2 separate regions of the Hordeum vulgare genome follow, and region 1 is linked to region 2. The links are chromatin contacts, called in public Hi-C maps. All regions are on one chromosome and are shown on one strand. The core of a region is the stretch at or near the end of the contact, and the rest is flanking DNA. Distances in the headings are between cores, read along the strand shown.

Region 1 (4,743 bases), core at 1,068-3,567, 330 kb before region 2:
CCGCCGCAGACAAACCATGGCTCCTCGGAGACAACACAGAGTCGACATAAGTGATCCCACATACGTTGTCTGTTTTCCACTCGCGGCTCACCACAAATGAAGGTACTTCTCCACGAAATACCGGATCCTGCATCCACAATCCTAACATCAATGAAACGTGTGCAAGCTTTGAGTACTGTTATAGTCAAAGCCTCGTCCGAGAACAATGCCAGACCACCACTTCTATCATCACTACTCACACCATGGAAACCTTTCAGACCAAGTCTCCATCTCAATTTTTTCACTTTCATGGCCTCTTGTCTAGTCTCACAAAGAAAGACTAGTTTGGGGTTATTGGCTTTAGAGAGGGTCAAAACCTCTCGAACCGTCCGACGGTTCATCCCTCCCCGACAGTTCCATGATAGAATATTCATTGTGTCCGACCGTCCTCCTTAGGGGAGGTCGTCGATATCTCATTCTTGTAAGTGTCCTTTGAGAGCTTAAGTCCCTTACTGCTTGAGCTGCTGCTCGTGGGAGATTTATCCTTCCCTAAATCCATACCACTACCATCAGTGATAGAAAGCAGAGGTGCCGGTGTACCTGAATCGTACTTTGTTCCATTCTCCGTCGTATCCATGTTTAACCTATTCCTCACATCCGTGTCCACCTCCATCTCGCCATGAAGGTTCTTCACCGAACTCGATGCCGTGTCCATGGTTTCGGGATCAATCTTCTCCTGCCCAGAATCAACCGGGAATTTTGGGCTTCCAGCCTGCCCCGGGGGGCGAGGTCCAGCTGCCTTGACATGATCAGTTTCTGATCGTGTGCGATTAGGAGCATCCACATACAACCAATCGCCGCATTTCAGTTTCTTCTCATTGTGTATTTCTAGCCCACACTCCTTATGCTCATGACCTACTAGGCCACACACCTTGCAAAACCTAGCCAGCTTTTCATAGCGAACCAGATAAGCTCGCCGTTCCTTCGCACGGATAATACTAAAAAATCGTAAGGGGTTGTTGGATATCATGATTCATCCTCACCCTTGCATAATCACCTCGGATGTTGCCATTGAGACACATCTCCAAGTTCTCCCCAACAACCTTCAAGAGTTTCTCCACAATATTCTGCTTGCAATAAGGGTATGATAGCTTGTGAATCTAAAGCCAAATTGGCATATGGACGAACAGAACGTCCTCAGGATTACTCAAACCATCATACAGGCACAACATCACAACCGAGTTACGGAACAGCCATGGACCTTGTGTCATGATGCGTTCCCAACAAGGCGTGGACGAGGAATCTATTAGGACCAACATGCCAAAACCTCACACTCTACGTCAGATTCCATGTCGTCCTCATATCCATCTAGGAGGCTGATTGGCTGAAATTCTTCTTGGTATGAATCCTAGCTAGGGCAAGCCACCATATGCTTTCTTGAACCTTAGGATCTTCCTCATCAATCTCTACATCATCAATCTCCTTATCGTTAAGATCCAACTGGTCAAAGAAGTCTTCCAGATCGGGTTTTGGGACCGTCGTGCTGCCGCCGCTCGTTGCAGAGTGGGCAACCGAGGGGGACGCCATCCGTACACGGCCTCGGGAGTCCGCCGGGGTCGGCGTAGGGCACAGACAAGGGACGGTCGAAGCAGGACAGAACTTAAAGGCGATCGGATCGCTTTGGAGGAGACAAAACCCTAGCCGCAGGAGCATAGGGGAAAATCTCGAGTATAAATGACCCTAATAACAATGCAAATACCAACTCTACTAAATACGAGTTTCATACGGGAATGCAAATTGTAGCTTAATCACCGTGCATGTCTTTTTTTTGTAAAACCACTCAAATTACAAGTGCCAACTTCTCTTCGCCCCCAAAACAAAAAAAACATCCTCACGGCTGCGTGGATATTTCTTAGGCCGTGTGGTCCTACCTACTTACGATTTCCGTGTGCTAAGATAGCTGTAAGAGACAGCGACTCTTTCCTTGTTTTTTTTTTTATATAGTAAATCTACAGTTTCCATGTTGCTACTCGTCTCCGCGATAAACCCGGCCCATACGCGCCAGTTTCCATTTATTTGATATATGATGGATTTTTGGTCCTACGGACGCACGGCCCATCAATTCCCGATCTAGACTTTCCATATCCCGGTCGCTCCCGGCCCGTCGTAGCTTCCTCCACACGGGCTCGTGCGGGACTGCCTTTTACTTGCAGCCGACGCCGTTTGGACTCCTGCTCGGATCCGGTACCAACTCCACTTCGCCTAGGTTTAACCACCGTCCGTCTATATAAGGCGGCACGCAGCGCCGGCCTCCCCACACCACCCGCAACGCGTCCACCTTCTGTCTTCCGGCCTCTCGCCACCGCACGCACGCACGCGCCAGCTCCATCCCGCAAGAAACCATCCATCGGAGGCGATCCAAGCTAGGGGGGGTGATGACGCCGCCGTCCTCCTTCCCGGGCAACGACGCCGGCGCCTGCGACGACGACGGCTCGCCGCACGGGGTCAAGAAGATGTGGACCAAGGAGGAGGACGACCTGCTGCGGGAGCAGGTGCGGCGGTACGGCGGCCCGCACAACTGGGACAACATCTGCCGAGCGCTGCCCGGCCGCAACTCCAAGTCGTGCCGCCTCCGCTGGTGCCAGCACCTCGATCCCAGGGTGGAGGCCGTCAAGCCCTTCACCCGCGAGGAGGACATGCTCATCGTCAAGTACCAGGCCGCCTACGGCAACCGCTGGTCCACCATCGCCGAGTTCCTCTCCGGCCGCACCGACAACGCCGTCAAGAACCGCTGGAACTCCGTCCTCCGCAAGCGCCAGGAGCACGCGCCCTCCCAACAGGGCCAAACGCGCTCGTGGGCTCCTGCCGCCGCCCGTCAGGCCGCGGGCCCCGAGGTCACGCCGCGGTGCCTGCCGCTGTTCCCTGGTTCGCCCGAGGACGTGCCGGATGCTGAGACATGTGCGCCGACGAGGGAGTGCCTCGACCTGTTCCCTCTGGCGCCCGGGGATATCATCAGGGGCAATGCGGCTGCTGCGGCGCCGCCGAGTGACATGTCCTGCGGATTAGGCGACCCGCTCACCGAGCTGAGGATCTGGCCGGAGGAGAGGGTGGTGTTCGACGTAATGCCGCTCCAGGCTTACAGGATGTAGATTCGTTCTAGTCCTCTTGCCTTGACTTGGTTGTTCTTTCATCTTACTTTTTGCTGATCGTGACGAATTTTCCTAGTGGGATTGACTTGTAATGGAAGAGCTGTGGGTGAAGAATGTTAGGACGCCATTGTACCGGAATTAATAGCTGTGGATCTTGGTATCAAAGGAACGCTGGATTTTCTGTAATGGTCTTGCTTGCTGGTTAGGTAATCAAGAAAGTTCTAAACTTAGTATAATTCTGTGTGCTTCTTGATGATCAAGAAAATTCTTAACGCGTCTTGTAATTTCCATGGCCTTTAATTTGTAATCAACAAATCTGTTTTTAGCATTTTTCTTGTTCACTGGAGATTACTGAATTTTCTTGCTTGTTGGTTGTTGCAAGTAATCCAGAAACAGTTTACGTTATTTGTACTACTATTATTATTGTGTTTTCTCGGTACCTTGGTCGATGGGAAATCATGAGGAAAATTACAACTACAGCACGTACGTAGTAGTTTGCCCTGAATTCATCAGTCAGAATATTGTACTAGTTTGCCCTGAATTCATCAGTGTCAGAATATTGTACTAGTTTGCCCTGAATTCATCAGTGTATATTCAGGTCCGATCGATGAAGCTCCAAATGCCAAAGAGGCTCGTCAAAGAAATTGACAAAAGTAGACGTAAATTCCTCTGAAAATATGAGAATGATATCACCCGAGGTAGCTGCAAAGTGAACTGGCTCACAGTTTGCTCATCTACCTCAAAAGGGGGGTTTGGAATCTTAGACCTTGAACGTTTTAGCTGCACCCTTAGACTTCGCTGGCTTTGGATTGCTTGGTCAGACCCGAGTCGCCCCTGGGTAGGCACACTTCCACCTTGCAGCAGCGTCGACAGGGCGCTCTTCGTGGCCGCGACGCGGTCACGATCGGCGACAGCGCCTCCACCCAGTTCTGGACCTCTTCGTTGTGTCGGCATCCCACGCTGGCGACCACCTTTCGTCTGCTATTCAAACACTCAAAGCGTAAAAATAGGTCGGTGCAAGACGCACTACGTGAAGAAAACTGAATAAAAGACCTAAGACATGGCGACACGCCGCCCCTTCTTCTGGACTTCATCCTCCTTCATCGTCGGATTTCGGCCATGGGTTCGATGTTTATAGACGGAGCAGGGGACCAAATCGTTTGGAACCTCGAGGCAAGAGGGAAGTACAAGGCTAGATCTACATACAATGCGTAATTTCAGGGTAGAATAAATACAAAATTCGAGAAGATCATCTGGAAGTCCAACGTCACAGGGAAATCAAGATATTCACTTGGCTTCTAGCGCAGAATCGTTTATGGACAAACGATCGGTTACAAAGACGCGGATGGCCAAACAACTACTTCTGTCCTTTTTGCGTCCGCAATCTGGAGGTGACGCATCACCTCCTCTGGGAATGCTCTTTCTCTACAAAAATATGGACGAGGGTGGGCACAAGAGGCGGTTGCCAACAATTCTTACCGATCAACCATGAAACAAAAGGGACTACCATAGAGATCATGAAAAGAATGGTGAATGCATCCCAACCTTCGCAAAGGGAAGCAAGCAAGGCCACCGCTCTCCTGACATGTTGGGAGATCTGGAAGGAGAGAAACAA
Region 2 (4,447 bases), core at 614-3,113:
AGAAGCTTGTCCGACATCGTCTGAGATGGTTTGGGCATATTCAGCGTAGACCGAACTTGACATGGGAGGTCGGGGTAGACCGAACTTGACATGGGAGGTCGGGTAGACTGAACTTGACATGGGAGAAGTCCGTAAAGAGAGATTTGAAGGAGTGGAGTATCACCAAAGCACTAGCCATTAACATGGGTGCATGGAAGCTGCTATCTATGTGCCAGGATCATGAGTCGGTTGCGGGATTTTATGGGTTTCACCTCTAGCCTGCCCCAAAAGGCTTTGTTGTTGTTGTTGTAACAAACTGAAACAATCAGGCAGGAAGGAGTTTAGAGTTACACACCAACACGTGCACTTGATATTTGTAGGGAAACAATATTCTTTTAGAAGAAAACTCATGGTTCCAATGATGAGAATAGTGTCCTTCATTTTATTTATTTATTTTGCGAATAGCATTTGTCCAAGTTTGACACTTTTGTGTGTTTGAGCTTAAGTAATGACAGTAATTTATTTTCCATGTATATATATTACTTCTAATGATATTCTTTTTAATATTACAGGATGATTTTGAAGCTGCCATAACTTACTACCACAAGGTGAGCTTTTTATGTTTTCATTAAGCATTATCACCCAATAAGTTAGGGCAACAAATGACTTCCCTGCAAAATATATGCTCTGAAATCTTCCATTTTGTTTTCACTTCGTGTATAATCCACAGTTCCGTAACAAGTAACCATTAGAACAATAGACATGCTTCAAATGGGAACCAACACATATTTTCTCAGTTTTATTATGCTTTTGTTAACAAGTGGTTGGGCTAGGATTTTTCTCACCTCTGCTTTTCTTTCAGGCTCTATGGTTGAAACCAGACGACCAGTTTTGCACTGACATGCTAACATTAGCTCTCGAGACAAGCTGCCAAAGCATGGCTCGGAGAAAATAGTTTAGGCATGCTAGTTATCTGTAGTATGTAACCGCTCTCAAGTTCATATGTAACCACCCAAACAGGTTCTGGATTTGTGGTGCAGTACTGAGTTTTTGCTGAAATTTCCTAATGTAGTGTAAATATCACAATCATTTTTCACAAGTAATGTTGTCCATGAATATGCTGTACTTTGTTTTGTTACTTTAGCCGCCCCCCCTCCCTCCCTCCCTTGTGTTGCGCAGTTCTGTCAACCCAGATGCCGAATAGTATTTTATATTCGGGGGTTAATTAAAGTTCTCTTGGGACATTGCAATTTCATTAACTCTTGTGGTAAGATGCATATAGATTCTTGTGCCGTTTTCGGTCTTCTTTGATTCGCGGGATTTTAAAAATGCAGGAACTGAAAAATACAGAGTTGGACTGATATGTCCATTTAAATTCTATAGGATTAGCAAAGAGTATTTGATGTCTCAGAAAAAAACAAAGAAACTGTAAAAATTTTTTTGGGATAGATGTTAGATTTTCTATCAAATGCAATACTTTCTTCGTATTTAAATAATTATAGTTGAAGAGAACCAGCTTTCTGTTTTCAGGAGCCTTTTCATGATGTGTTCAATTATGAAAACGTTTTCTGTTTTTAGGAGGCTGTCGGTGGTTGTGCCTTGAGTCGCAAAACGCGAGTTCATTAATATGAGTAATAATTAAATAACTCTACTACTACTACCAGTAGCAGTAGACACTAACGAGATTTGAGAGTGCGGTCAGGCCAAAAAGGCGGTAAAGAGGCTTGCACCGGACTCCAAATGGGCGGGGAGCCTGAGCTGGATTCGGATCGTGCCAAAGCGACCGACGCGTCGACCAAATGTGGGTTCGCTAGCTGACCAATGCACACAAAGGCGGACCAATCGGGTACATCGCCACCTTCCACCACCACCCAACCCAACGCCCCGCCCGCAAGAGAGAAGGAAAAAAAGAACGCCATCCGAGAAGGACCTGAGCCAAACCCAACCCCCAGAGCCAGATCTCCATCCTTCCTTGCTCCTCCGTCTCCCTCCCTCCCTTCTATTTCTATTAAGAAGCAAGCAGGGCGCCACTCAGATCTCTCCGCCCCTTCCTCGCCTCGTGCCCCTCCCCCCCCCTCTCGTCAACGCCGCCCCGCCGCCCCACCGCCCGAGGAGAGGAGAGGAGAGGACGAGCCATGGCATCGCCGGCCGCGCGCGCGGCCTCGGCGCTCCTCCTCCTGCTCGCCCTCGCCGTGGCCGGCGTCCTCTCCGACGGCTCCGACCACCGCTACAAGCTCGGCGACCCCGTCCCGCTCTACGCCAACAAGGTCGGCCCCTTCCACAACCCCAGGTCAGCCAGATCTCCATCCCTCCTCCAGATCCCTTTCCGTTCCATTCGCGCGCGTGGGTGGGTGGGTGAGTGAGTCATCGGATCCGTCGGCTCCCGCGGGCGAGTTGGCCGTGCCGTGTACCGTCCCTGTCCGACGCCGGGGCGGAATGGTCTGGGAGGGTTTACGCCGCGCCACGATGGTTAGCACTTAGCACCGCCTAGTTTCGGAGGAGATCTGGCGGAGAGCTCTCGGGGCGGTGGATTGCGCGGCATCCGCAACTGATTCAGTGCACCCCGGATCTTCCTCACGTAGTAGGCCTCTATTTATGCCCATCTTCAGTTAAGTGTCGGTTGTTATTGGTTTGGGCGCCAATTTTGGCCTGTATCCAACGAACTTTTGTCTGCAGCGTTAGGAACCGGATCTTGTTTGCTAAAGCAGATTTCTGCCCCTTTATAAACGCAATCCTCACGCCTTGCTTCCTTTCCTTGCAGCGAGACGTACCGCTACTTCGACCTCCCTTTCTGCTCCCCGGGTTAGTTCCTCACTATTCATTCCATCACTTGCTTGGTTAAGTAACTTCTCTCTCCAACCATGTCATGCTTATTATCTGTGACTTTAATTTTCAGAGAAAGTGAAGGAGAAGAGCGAGGCCCTAGGCGAGGTCCTCAATGGGGATCGGCTGGTCGACGCGCCCTACAAGCTTGATTTCCGCACGGATCATGACTCCAAGGCGGTTTGCCCCAAGAAGCTTACCAAGGAGGACGTGGCCAAGTTCCGGAACGCCGTAGCCAAGGACTACTACTTCCAGATGTACTATGATGATCTCCCACTGTGGGGTTTTATTGGTAAGGTCGAGAAGGGAGGCAAGCCGGACCCGAGCGAGTGGAAGTATTACCTCTACAGGCACATTATCTTTGACATCCTCTACAATAACGACCGTGTTATTGAGATCAATGTGCACACTGACCAGAGTGCCCTGGTTGACCTGACGGAGGACAAGGAGGTTAATGTGGACTTCCTTTACACTGTCAAGTGGAAGGAGACACCTACCCCGTTCGAGAAGAGGATGGAGAAGTATTCCAGCTCCTCCAACATGCCGCATCACTTGGAGGTTCATTGGTTCTCCATTATAAATTCTTGTGTTACGGTCCTCCTCCTCACAGGGTTCCTGGCAACAATCCTCATGCGAGTTCTGAAGAATGATTTTGTGAAGTAAGTTTCCACCAAACTTCATTTATGTGAATTAACTAATTCAAGAAAGCTAAAAGTTATGGTATCTATTTCTAGATATGCTAAAACAATGTAAATTGTTTGTCTGCCCCTACTGCTCAAGTTATAGGCTTTATTTTGTTCTCAGTTCTTACTGCAAAACCCTCGTGATACATTTCCATGGAACATATCTGAAATGTTGTTTAGGGCCTGTTTGATCCGTTTGATCCGATAAAACATCCTAGATAAGGCTTGGGATTGCAATGTCATGCCCACTTGAATCCTACGCGATTAAGTTTACACCAAAGGTTGTTTGATTGCACCATGGTAAAAACAAAGGAATCTTTCCGATAGGTTTCATGTGCTACAAATCAAACAAAAGGAAAATTTCCTAAGAATCTTCTGAATTAAAGAGTCGCCCAGTCTTTTGGCAATCTATCATGGATGTATATTAAGAATCCCCTAATTAAAGATGGATGGCAGCCTAATTGCTTCCATCCAGCTCCACCATTGATTCTTCCAGTCCTTACTTATTTCAGCCAGTGTTATAGAGCTGCCAAAAATTACTGTCCCTAGATTCTATAATTAGGAAAAATATCTTGTAGTCCCCTTTTAAGTTTTTTTGAGCTGCTTTTTTTGCTCAATTTGGTAATGCTGGATTGTTTTACATGTCAGCTGGGCAAGCTTCTCAAATGATGTGCAAATCTAGTATCTTCGCAGCATTCACATACAATTTTTGCTCAGAATGCAAGTAGGCAATCTGTTGACTTGTTATTAGTTTTTACCTTCAGCCTATGCTTTATCCTTTATATTGAATAATGTTCTGCAGTTGAGGATGTAGGCTGCTGCATGATGTAGAAAGTGTATGAAACAGATACTTCATGGGCATATTCATATTTTGCCCATTATATGATGTAATTTAGTGATTTCCTCAGTTATTGTCTTCTCTATTGATATATTAAGATCATCGACTCCATTCTTTTCTATGT

What was found. A called contact is a pair of places that touch in the nucleus more often than the background predicts.
Region 1: a contact with region 2 is called in a Hi-C map of leaf, with 3 times the contacts expected there. The contact joins the promoter of LOC123446732 here to the promoter of LOC123449208 in region 2. A contact is called at or near these places in 1 of 6 Hi-C or Micro-C datasets (leaf) and 1 of 1 datasets of contacts at active chromatin or transcription factors (embryo).

The regions. Positions count from the first base shown.
Region 1 is chr4H:514,432,437-514,437,179 of MorexV3_pseudomolecules_assembly, reverse strand. LOC123446732 (transcription factor MYB44-like) reads left to right here and starts at 2,317. Exons shown (of 1, transcript XM_045123284.1): 1 at 2,317-3,453. The coding sequence starts at 2,415. The coding sequence ends at 3,128.
Region 2 is chr4H:514,102,878-514,107,324 of MorexV3_pseudomolecules_assembly, reverse strand. It overlaps LOC123449208 (transmembrane 9 superfamily member 3), which reads left to right and starts at 1,863. Exons shown (of 7, transcript XM_045126344.1): 1 at 1,863-2,269; 2 at 2,741-2,781; 3 at 2,876-3,461. The coding sequence starts at 2,115. It overlaps LOC123449209 (anaphase-promoting complex subunit 6), which reads left to right. Exons shown (of 16, transcript XM_045126346.1): 15 at 552-587; 16 at 842-1,095. The coding sequence ends at 934.